Linked DNA regions of Sus scrofa: region 2 is linked to region 1. The links are chromatin contacts, called in public Hi-C maps. All regions are on one chromosome and are shown on one strand. The core of a region is the stretch at or near the end of the contact, and the rest is flanking DNA. Distances in the headings are between cores, read along the strand shown. Region 1 holds the start of EHBP1 (EH domain-binding protein 1). Region 2 has its middle 76 kb from the start of EHBP1.

The links. A called contact is a pair of places that touch in the nucleus more often than the background predicts.
Region 2: a contact with region 1 is called in a Hi-C map of mesenteric adipose tissue, with 1.5 times the contacts expected there. The contact joins the enhancer-like site here to the promoter of EHBP1 in region 1. A contact is called at or near these places in 5 of 47 Hi-C or Micro-C datasets (embryonic fibroblasts, fibroblasts, mesenteric adipose tissue and 1 more).

Annotation. Positions count from the first base shown.
Region 1 is chr3:79,259,800-79,265,903 of Sscrofa11.1, reverse strand. EHBP1 (EH domain-binding protein 1) reads left to right here and starts at 4,014. Exons shown (of 25, transcript XM_021087470.1): 1 at 4,014-4,144.
Region 2 is chr3:79,334,739-79,340,898 of Sscrofa11.1, reverse strand. No RefSeq gene overlaps it. Among named protein-coding and RNA genes, the nearest start is that of EHBP1, 76 kb to the right of the region's middle. Within about 2 kb of position 3,683, at least 15 of the 83 cell types and tissues checked have an H3K27ac peak or open chromatin away from gene starts, as enhancers often do. A contact at or near this core is called in mesenteric adipose tissue and subcutaneous adipose tissue, where this site is marked.

The DNA of each region.
Region 1 (6,104 bases), core at 2,765-5,264:
ATATCATGCATGTGGTTTAGTGGTTTTACTTTCCAGCATGACATGTATGACGTACTCAAGAAGTTTCTCTGTTTATCATTGAGAACCAACTCTGGAGTTTGGTAATTATTAATTTGGAAACTGTGATGTAAGCTTGGAGAGGAGACATGCACAGGGTAGCTTTGTGAGTAACTAGGAAATGTATTATTACAAGAATAAAAGAAGATGAGCAGTCAACAACAGGCCTGCTTTTACTTCGAAAAAACTCGAGTGAATATTTTAAATATGATCAAGAGATATCTTTTTAAGCATGTGTCGTGTAAAGAAAGATGCACCTGTACAACACTCTCCTTTTCTGCACTGAAGCTTACTAGATATCAGGGGAAAGGTGCTTGCATAAGTTTTGAAATAAGAAATGAGATTCTGGAGTTCCCGTTGTGGCGCAGTGGTTAACGAATCTGACTAGGAACCATGAGGTTGTGGGTTTGATCCCTGGCCTTGCTCAGTGGGTTAAGAATCTGGCATTGCCGTGAGCTGTGGTGTGGGTCACAGATGCAGCTCGGATCCCGTGTGGCTGTGGCCCTGGTGTAGGCCGGCGGCTACAGCTCTGATTAGACCCCTAGCCTGGGAACCTCCATGTGCCACGGGAGTAGCCCTAGAAATGGCAAAAAGACAAAAAAAAAAAAAAAAAAAAAAAAAAAAAAAAAAGGAAATGAGATACAGGTAATGCCAGATAATTATTTCTCAACAAATGTAACTTAGCACTATACTCATAATCTAAAGTAGAATTAATTTATCATTTCAGTGATAAAATATCATGGTTTTTAATGTTGAGGATATCAGGATTTCTTTAGAAGACTGAACTATGGCACAAAAACTTAACTCTTGCTCAACAGTTGAATTTATTTCCTTGGAGAAAGATATTGATGATTCAAAATTAATCAAAAGCTGCAACAAAATATGAAGAAATAACCAGCAGATCTCACAAAGTCCTCTTTTCTTAGCAGGTTATGTTCAACTCTTTGTAAGCCCTGTCAGTAAATTAGTTGATTTACTTACTATAAAAAGAGAGAATGATGTTGTAGCTCTTTCTGTATTGCCCTTGCCCTGGATTTTTTCTCCATTTTTGCCTTGCCTCACGGATTTCTGGAACTGTCCAGGAGTTAATCCTGGCCTCTGGAAGCTGGGTTTATTTTCCATCTCTACTCATCTGGGAAAAGCTTGTGCAACAGGGTTGCTTTCCCTTGGCCCGTGTCCAGTGCTTTGGTAAGTGGGGTTCTGCCTGATTTTAGCTTGCTGCTTTTTGCGCTGTTTGAGATGGAAATGCTTTGATTCAACACCACATGGGGGGTATTCAATGCCCTCCAAGACTGTGAATTCCTACTGGTTTTTCTTTGCCTTTCCTGTCTAGCCTTATTATTTCAGAAGATGTTAATTATATTATCCTGTTCATACTAAATATAGTCATCCAGGAATTATTCAGAGGAAAACCCTGGCTGCATGCTGTATCTGGTTACTTGGAATTTATTCCAATTACTGAAAACACAGAAAAAAAGAAGCAGAGGTCAGTCTACTCTTTTGAAATCATCGAAAGGCTTTTAACATTTAAGGGGAAATGACCAATAAACCTTGGTCAAGAACTCTACTGATTTTATAGGAAATAAATTTATTAAAATTAGCAAAGACTTTCTCATAAAGGGCTTGTAATTCCAACTCAATCCTTTTCTGCAATAATCCCAGTAATGGTCAATTTATTGACAATGTGTAAATTATCTCTGATTAATTTCATTTACCTTGGTATGTACAGCATTTGTAGGCTGGGGCTTTACCATCATGAAATTATCTTGAGTAATCTGAAGGGCCAGACTGAGAGGATGGTATAGACTAGCAGAGGTACTCTGGAGTCAGAGGTGATATTTATCTGGGCCACAATAGGATAGCTGAGCTGATGGTTTATGGCTCCACTCTAGCTGATTGATGTCTGTGCTGTGTTGCTAAAGTTTTGAGTATCCGCATTTTTAACATCATCTTCATGTCTATTCTTAAATTTCTCAGCCTTCTAATCATCCATGTGTTGCTTTCAATTAACAAGAGTCAGGCCTTTTGAATTACCAGTGGATGGCATCTGTAGACTTGTTTCTGTCCCTATTTGAATTTCAAGGTGGTCAAGGATGCTCCTGTCTCTCCACCAAACAGGCCCAGGTTGGCCTTTCCTAGTTGTTGTGGGGCTGGACAAAATTGGGTATTTAGAATATGACCTACAGTTAGTGCCAGCTCAGGTTCCATGTGCAAAAATTCCTTATGACAAGTAAAGATTCATTCATTCATGGGTAACTGGAACATAAATAATTTCACAAGAGGATATTCTGCTTTTAGTTGAAAGACAGGTTTTTTTTTTTTTTCTTTTCACTTTTTAGGGCCACACCCATGTCACCTGGAGGTTCCCCGGCTAGGGGTCAGCCACAGCCACAGCCACGTGGGATCCAAACCGCATCTGCAACCTGCACCACAGCTCACGGCAACGCAGGGTCCTTAACCCACTGAGCAAGGCCAGGGATCGAACCTGCGTCCTTATGGATGCTAGTCAGATTCGTTAACCACTGAGGCACAGAGGGAACTCTGAAAGACAGTTTTCTGATGCAGCTTTTCTGAGCTTTCATGTCAATCAAAGAACTTGGTACTATAATGACAGATTAAAAAAAGGGCTGCCTTTTAGGAGAATAAACACAGGTTTCTAAGTTTGTTTGTTTGTTTTGAATTATTACTTTCACTTATATAGGAGGTACAGATCTCAATCTAAAAAAATTCAGGCTTGCAAGAAACATAATTTCATTTTTCCATAACTCAGCCTGATTTCTACAAGCTCCAATTTCACAAAGAGCGGCAGACACTTAATCATAGTCAATGTTGGCAGGAAATGCATCTAAATTGAGAAGACTTTTGTATGATTACTTTGTCAGAGGAAAGGGATGGGACATTTGATCTTTTCTCCTCCTCTACCATGCTGAGTCCCCTCAGATTTCCAATTTGTATGCTTCCTCATTGGCAGCTAGCACCCCAGATGGTTGCTGGGTTGATCTTGATCTGCCAGCAGGGTCCCTGGAGGCCTGGTGCCTTCTGCTGCCTCTGTACCCTTTTAGGTGCCTGGGGATCATCATATTGGGCTTCTAGAACCTCCACGTTACTATGGAATGTTGCACTGTCCATTCTGGTAGCTACCATATGCAGCTATTTAAATTTAAATTAATTAAAACTAAAGAATGTTAAAACTCCACTTCCTCATTTATGCTAGCCACCTTTCAAGTGCTCCATAGCCGCAGTGGCTAGAGGCCGCTGAGTTGGACAGCTATGTACAGAACATTTTGTTCATTCATCACAGAAAGTTGTATTGAATTGTGCTGCTCTGAGGTCTTGGCTAAACTAGACATATGGCCCAGGTTTTTCTTCTCTTTATGGTCTTGCCACCTCCCCAGGGCTCTAACAAGGAAAAATGATCTCTCTCAGCTCTCAGATCCCATAGATAGATTCCGCCATTTCAGTTGCCCTTCTCCAAGGCTTCTGCCAGAATCCAGTGAGAATGAGGGCAGTGAGTCCTGTTCTCTGGGGTTCACTAGAACCCAGCCTCTCATTACTTTTCACAAAGCTTCTTCTTCCCCTTCCAGTCCAGGAAATCCATTTCTCATCTCTGTGAAAGGAAGTCTTACCATTGTCTCTACCAGCACTGTCCAACAGGAAAATAAAGCAAGCCACATGTATAATTAAAATTTTCCAGGAGCCACATAAAAAAGTAAAGTACTGGCTGAAATTAATTTTTAATGTCTTTTTCTGGATCTAATAGATCTAAAATATTATTATTTCAACAGGTAATCAATATACAACTTTTTAATAAGATATATTTCCTTCATTTTTGCATACTGTCTTTGAAATTGGTATATATTTTATACCTACAACACATCTCAATTTGAACTAGCCACATGTCAAGTGTTCAGTAGTCACATGTGGCTAGAGGTTAGGATTGAACAGTACAAGCCTTTAACTGGATCCATTTCATTACTCCCTAAAGGACTAGGGTTTTGAAACTCAAAAACAAGGAAAAGTCCCTGCTTCTCTGCATTCTGTTCTACCGCTTTCCTGAAACAATGATCAAAGAGCAGCCTAACTGAGGGTGAGTGTGATGCTGAGGGTATCTTTGGGTGGGGTATAGGAGAAGAAAAGCCATAGGATAAAAAGAAGTAGCTGGGAAAAAACTACTACAAAAACCTCAATTAATATTTCAAAAGTATTAGCCTGCCGCAGTAAGTTTTTTAAGGATATAAACATTGCTGTGGGATTATCAGAGTAAAATTTGTTTGCTATGGATTTAAAAAAATAATTTCATTAGCAGTTAAAAATTGCAGTAATATTGTTGTGTATTGTATAGCTGCTATGGTAACTGGAAAACACAATACAAAAACCTGGTACTATTGTTGCAAGTAAATCTTATTATTATGACTAAGGCACAGATAAATTCTATTAGTAGTTAAATTCTGCAATAATACCTCTGACAATTATTACTGCAAAAACTGAAAAACCCAAGGACAAGAATTTTATTATTAGGAATGATAATAATTCAAGCCTGTGGTTGCCTTTCAGAGAGTAGAATCTCCATTTGGGGTGTTTCTGAAACAGTGACTAGCAAAGCTGCTTTATTGAAAATAATTTCTATCATTTCAAAGCTGTCACAACAGAGAAGATTTGAAGTTTTGGGGTGGCATTTTCCACTTATTTTTTTGTATTGTATCTTTACTGTAAGCCTGATGATATTTAAAGGCAAAATAGAAATCACTCTAAGTGTTGAATCTTCTGTTAAGTAAAAAATCTTTTGTAGTCAACACCTGGGTCAAATGGACCGGACAATTAAAGTAATTTGCATCCACAGGTCTCTCACATGCAGATTAAGCCTGGGTTGATAAATCAAGACAGCAGTAAACAGAGGATTAAAAAAGGGCAGAAGCATAGTGGGCAATTCCCCCTTGGAAGAAGGCAGGTAGTTAGGGGGAATGGAACCTTAAGAAGGTAACTTCTAGAATGCCATCTCTAAGGATATGTAGCATGGAAGGTGGTTGCAGGATTGAAGATAAGTGAATTCTTAGTAATGATTTTTTTAGCCTTTGTAAATTATTGCTGTTCCACTCTTGGTAATCACTGAGTTAATGGGAGACAATGTTAAAACAATTTGTTTTGAAATCCATTATTCCTTGAAGTAGGGATGTTTGGTAGCAATTAAATATTGCCCAAGTATTGTCGAAGTTCTATTTTTTGACCGTTTATTATTTGTTATCTTTTTATTGTATTTCCTACCAAACACAATGGTGTACATTATTAATAACCATTTATTAACTGTTTACTATGTGTCAGGCACTTCACATACTACTTTACATATGTATCTTCCATCTTCTCAACATCCCAGAAAAGTAAGCATGATTATTCGTTTGACAGAATATGAAGCTGGGACTCAGAGAGGTTAAGAAATCTGTTAGTTTCTTTCATGTATGCTGAACATCTGTTTCTAAAAACTCTCTGAGAACGGGGACTGTTATCTTTTTTTTTTTTTTTTTTTGTCTTTTGTCTTTTTGTCTGTTGTTGTTGTTGCTATTTCTTGGGCCGCTCCCGCGGCATATGGAGGTTCCCAGGCTAGGGGTCGAATTGGAGCTGTAGCCACCGGCCTACGCCAGAGCCACAGCAACGCGGGATCCGAGCCGCGTCTGCAACCTACACCACAGCTCACGGCAACGCCGGATCGTTAACCCACTGAGCAAGGGCAGGGACCGAACCCGCAACCTCATGGTTCCTAGTCGGATTCGTTAACCATTGCGCCACGACGGGAACTCCGGGGACTGTTATCTTTTACGCACAATTAATAGCATTTAATACGACCAATGCTCAGTTGGTGTTCAGTATCAGCTAAGTGGACCAAAAAATCTTGAACTATTCTGTATTTAAGGTTCTCCAATAAATTTATTTAGCAGACAGTTTATTTTAAAAAAAAGTTATGAGGGAAGAAGCGGCTGCTCTATATTGGACATCTAGGAGCCTGTGAACTTGAGCTCAGCAACAGGACAATGTCAAGGTCTGCTTTTAATTCC
Region 2 (6,160 bases), core at 2,434-4,933, 75 kb before region 1:
CCTGGCCTCGCTCAGTGGGTTAAGGATCTGGCGTCCCATGAGCTGTGATGTAGGTTGAAGACGCGGCTCTGATCTGGCGTGGCTGTGGCTCTGGCGTAGGCCGGCAGCTGTATCTCTGATTAGACCTCTAGCCTGGGAACCTCCATATGCTGTGGGTGGGGCTCTAGAAAAGACAAAAAAGAAAAAAAAAGAAAAAAAAGAAAAAAAAGAAAAAAAGAAAAAGAAAGAATGGGGAGGACTGTGTAATATACTAAAAGGAAAAGTATAACTAAAAAAGGTAAACTTATATCTGCTCATCTGTCCCTGATCTGTTGCAATCTTATCTTTCCCTCAAAATTCTTGTTCCAAAGCTATCTTCTTGAGTCCCCCAACCAGAAGTTTCCTCAGAGCAAATATGGTACTTCATTTGTCTCTCTCTTGTGGTGCTTTCTCCTTGCCGCATTTTTAAATAGCTTATCTGGGTGCTTGGCCCCTTTCTTAGCCATAAGCTCTATAAATGTACATATAACTATCTACCTTTTAACATCTTCGTAGGCGCAGGTACCCACACATAATGCCATAAGGTGTGTGCCCAACATGCGTTTGTTAGATGAGTAAGTGCTCTTACAAGCACAGGAGAAAAAGACTTGGGAGGCTCCATTTTGAACAACAAGCAACTGTGATTGGGGCTATTAAAAGGGTTGTTCTTGGGAGTTCCCGTCATGGCGCAGTGGTTAACGAATCCGACTAGGAACCATGAGGTTGCAGGTTCGATCCCTGGCCTTGCTCAGTGGGTTAAAGATCCGGCGTTGCCATGAGCTGTGGTGTAGGTTGCAGACCTGGCTCAGATCCCGAGTTGCTATGGCTGTGGCTCTGGCGTAGGCCGGTGGCTACAGCTTCAATTAGACCCCTAGCCTGGGAACCTCCATATGTGCCAGGAGCGGCCCCAGAAAAGGCAAAAAGACAAAACAAACAAACAACCAACAACAGCAACAACAAAGGGGTTGTTCTTAAGAAAGCTGTTTCTTCTCCGAGTTTGAGGAGATGTGAAGTATAGTCCTGGTGGCCTCCAGAAGAGTAGCAGAAGCATAAGGTTGATTTTGATTTCATGAGCTCTGAAGCCAATATATCTGGATATGATGAAAACAACCGTAAGCCCTGATTGATGATTGCAGCTGGCAAAGAATATTGAAAAGAGGAAAGTTGAAAAAAAGAGTAAGTAGGAATGAAAATCAGAAAAAAAGTTTCAGAGATATTATCCCAAAGACGTCTTGTGGTTTTACCTTCATAAAGCCCAAGTTTCTTCATTGTATGACCATTTCTTAAAAACCTGCCAGATTTTCTGTTTCTACCTCTTTTAATCATAGTGATTTCATTAGAATGAACAAAGCAGATTTGACATTTTTTGAAACACACATACACACACACTTTCCCTGTCATGCCGATGACTACATTGGGTTTGTTTTTCTTTTGTTTTGTTTTGTTTTACCAAATAGGAAAGGACACAGTGTCAAAGAATTCCTATTTCTATTTGAATTCCTAAAGGCCCAAACATTCTAAACGTCACTCACCCCAGTTATAACCCTGAAGGCAATGATTCAGCTCTGACTCAGATGGTATACAAAATATCTGATTGTTCTTCCCTCTCTGCCTGTGTTATGTGCAGGAACACCTTATATGTTAGAATCATAAGTTCTTTGAGTTCAGGAACTAGATCATAAATTATATATCATATCTGAGCAATGCCAAGCTTAAATATTTACTAGTGTGATTTTTATCTACTACCTATCACAGAGACATAAATGTTCCCAACCCCTAATCTTCTGTAAGCAAATCATTCTTCTACCTTGCCCATTAAACCCAGTGTCCTCTTTAAAGAAAGTGTGCTTTGCATAATATTTGGCTTATGGTCTAGCTCACTAGAATGTAAGTTCCATGAGAACACAAGTATTGTCTGTTTTGTTCAACTATGGTATCTCCGGAGCCTACAGCAATGCCTAGTACTTATTAAATATTAAGTGCTGAGTAAGTGAATGGATAAATGACTGAATTACCAAGCCACTGGTTATGGCTTTAAAGTCTTTTGTAAATATTATCCTGAATATCTTATATATACATGTGGCTCTTCAGTGATCTTCTCTCCCCTTCCACCCCTCCCTGCCAACTCATCAGAAAAACTAAGTAACCACTGGGCCATGCATAAGGATCCATTCAGTTTTCAATGAACAGAAAGTGAAAATGCTTTGCTTTTACAAAAACTTATGTGGGGAACTTGCATTTCAAAAAAGATGTTTGTAATACCAAAGTTTTTTTTGTTTGTTTTATTAAATCCAGATTGTTGGGTGGAGTCCCTTAGCTAAAAGTCACTCTCAAGCAAAATGATTTGCTTGTTATTTTCGCAAAGAATTTACAGGAAGCAATTTGTAAAGGTTGCCATCAGGCTGAAGTCATTGTTGGCACTAGGAATCGGTGTGTCATCAACCTCAGAGCAGTCATTTAACCTGGGTCTGCTCAGAGAAATCTCCATAATGCAAGGAAAATTGAATTCTGTTGCCTCAGATTACAATCATGTTTGATATTATTCCAATTTGATCATGGAGTTTAAAATATTTGACATATCAGTTTCTCTCATCCTGCTGCTATGTAGAAATATCCATTTTACATGTGCTTAACACTGGTCCTATCATTACGAGCTATTTCACAATTTTTTTTTTTAAATCTTCTCTCCTATTGGAATGGATTACGAGGAAACAAGCACTTTAGGATCCAATAGCTAAGAATTTTGTAGTTTTGACCTTGAATAAAAGAATGGACCTTGAAATTTTTTTTTTTTTTTAATCTGTTCTCCTCTCCTCATTGTACTTACCAAGTTGCTATAGGCATAGCCAGGAAATGACTGATTTGCCAGGGCATCCTAGCCCATTCTAGCCAATAACCTTTCTGCTGATCAAGTAATAATAGTAGCAACAATGACAAATTCTACTCATTTTGAAGGATCTATCCTCCAATCTAGGTGACAAGTAGGAAAATTGTTCTAGATAGGCCTATGGGGATATCATTATAGCAGAGAAACACTGGATCCAGGCATGCAGTGAAGATGGACATTTCTGTGCTTCCAACTTAATGTGTTTATTTTCATCACCCTGGGAAAACAGGGCTAAAAAGATGAAAACACATATAGTCATATTCTTAGAAAACATTAGATCAGTTCCCTATGTTTCTAACACCAAACTGGAAAACTAGATGTTGACAGAACCAAAATGATTATTTTGGGGCCTTATCCAAATGATGCCCGATTCACTTACTGATTCAGCAAAAATGTATTGGATGCTGTGAGCTATCAGCACAAAGTAGACTAAAAATAATGCAGAAACATCTTGCCACCTAGACTCCCCAGCTACTAAGTGATTTTGAATGAATATATCTTACTATACATTGCAAACAATCATATATTGATGTTAAAATCCCTCTTGTCAGAGAATTGTCTCAGATGAAAGATGCAGCAGCCAAGTCTAAGTGGTTAAAGATGCTTCACTCCATTGAGTAATTATCCTAGAAAAAGACTGACAAGAAATATGTGGTCCTCCGTCTCTCTCCTCCCTAAACACAATCATGCCCTTTGTTTAGCAGCTGAATCTGCTTGTTTATAAGCTCTGTCATTCAGCACCCTGATCTCTGGGCCTCCCAGGTTGAACAAGATTTCTTGATTGAGTCAAGCCATTCATTTGCTAACTGACCCTAGCCAGTGTGGCCTCTTGGCTGCCCTCACCCGCCAACATCTGATGCTTATAGTGTGACATGATTTGGTCTGATAGCAGTTCTGGAGCCCACCTGTTGTTCCCATCATTTGCCCATTCCTCAGCTGATTGGCCTCCTATGTGGGGTTCTTTTGCATCGGGGCCAAAGAAATTAATTTTCATTCATCATTCTTAGTTGCAGCTAGCTAATTGGACTCTAGGGTCACTACTTTGTCTTACGTAATTAATCAAATTCTACTTACTTAATTATTGCGATAGTCATTCAACAAATATCTAGTGAACATTTACAGTGTGTCCAGCCCCGTGCAAGGTGCAAAGGATAAACAGGCCTCACAAGTTCTAGTAGACCAAAAAATTAATGCATTTCTCTAATTTCTATCTAGTTTTCCTATTTTAAAGTTGAATAAATGGGTTTTTAAATTTAAGTATGAAACTATGATCCCTTCCTTTGTAATTTCTTCTATTGCTTCCAACTCAAAAAACATTCATCTTCTAGCAATCCAACATTAACTCAGGCTTTTTTATTTGCTTATTTTTGAGTGTAAAGATATTTAGTTACCTAAGACTTCTGGTATTTATTTGGGGGGGGGGTGATATGAAATATTTGACCTAAAATAATTCAAGTTTCTAGTGAATGATTTCTACAAGTATGTATTTTAAAATCTTCTCTATTGTTTTTGCATTGTGCTTGGTCAGTTTTTAATCCTTATAACAGAGCCTATTTCTGAGGTATCTCTTCTGTTTCACTTGACATATTTGTATTTTGTTTTCTCATTGTCTTGTCTTTTTTTTAGAATATTTTTGCTACCCTCACTTCTTCACATTTCTAAATAAATACTATGACATTCCTTTTAAATCCTAAAAAAATTCCGTGTTAATTTTGATTGGAATTGCCTTACATTTAAAAAGAACATATTAAGAAAGGACATCTTTAGGATATTTTATTATTCCCATATGTTATTGCCCAGTACATTTTATTATGTTTGTGTTGCCAAACACTTATTAAATCTACTCTTTTTTATATATATTTTATTGCTTTTGTAAATTGGATCTCTTTTTTAAAATTAGGTTTTCCTAGTTAGTAATTCTTTGTGTTAAGATTCTTAATAGTTTTTCTATATTTTATATTTTATCTGGCCATTTATTATTGTAGTAAGTCTAAAAATTTTAGCCAATTCCTTGGGTATGTTGTTAGAAACATAATCATTTGTCTTCAAATAGTGATTTTTGTTTGTTTCTTCCACTATTTATTTCTCTTGGGTAAGTTTACCTCTCTTCTTACATTGCCCTAAACTCCCAAAGCAATATTAAATCAAAATGGTGAGAGAGGGCACATTTCTAGTAATATTGTCTTAAATACTTCTCCTCTTACCTTAAGCTAATCAGCAACACTGCACGGGGGAAGAAGAAGGGCAGAAAGTTTGGGATCAAACATTACTGTGTGGAAAACTTGGCCTTTTTTTTTTTAATAACTATGACTGACTTATGCTTCTTGGTCTTTCAGCTAAGCTCTAGTATGAGATTGCAATGCTATTGTAAAATTGAATCAGGAAATAAAAATATGATGTTTGTCAGGAGTTGAAGCTATAGTCTAACACCTTGGGTTGACATTGCTGTAACTATCAAAATTATAGTTTGAATGTCAGGTTTGCTCCAAAAATAGTATTTTATGCTTATTTAAAAGGTTATATAGCTACTAAGAAATAAACTATAATTTTGAATAATAATATCACAAATATTCATTCTTTCCAGTGTGCTACATAATTGCATAAGAGAAACTGAGTTTCTCCATAGAAACAATGATGTAATAAATCCAGAGCTGAATTTAAAACTAAGGGTCAAATACCTAAATTTTCCTGGCAAGACTACAAACACCACATTAGATAAAATATAAATGTTATATAATATAAAGCTTTGTTGAGTTTATAAACTAACTTATTAATTTGCTGACTAGGGCAAAACAGTTACCCATCATGTGACTATATAAAAAAAATCATCATGTTCTGTAACCATTTCTTGGTCATTTCTTCCTATTTCATTTTAATTTTTTAAAAATTAAAGTAAAATTGGTATGTAACTTTATATGTTTCAGGTATACAACATTATAATTTCACATCTGTATGTACCACAAAGTAATCATCACCAAAGGTCTAGTTGCCATCCTTCACCAGACTGTTGACCCTCTTTGCCTATCTTGCCCATCCCTCAACCCCTTAACGTCCAATAACCACCAATCTCTTCTCTTTATTTTTGAGTTTGTTTTGTTTGTTCATTTGTTGTTGTTGTTTTTAAACTTTTTTTTCTTTCTTCTGCTTTTTAGGGCTGCACTCACAGCATATGTAGGTTCCCAGGCTAGGGGTCTAATCGGAGCTACAGCTCCCGGCCTATGCCACAGCCACAGCAACACCAGATCCGAGCTGTGT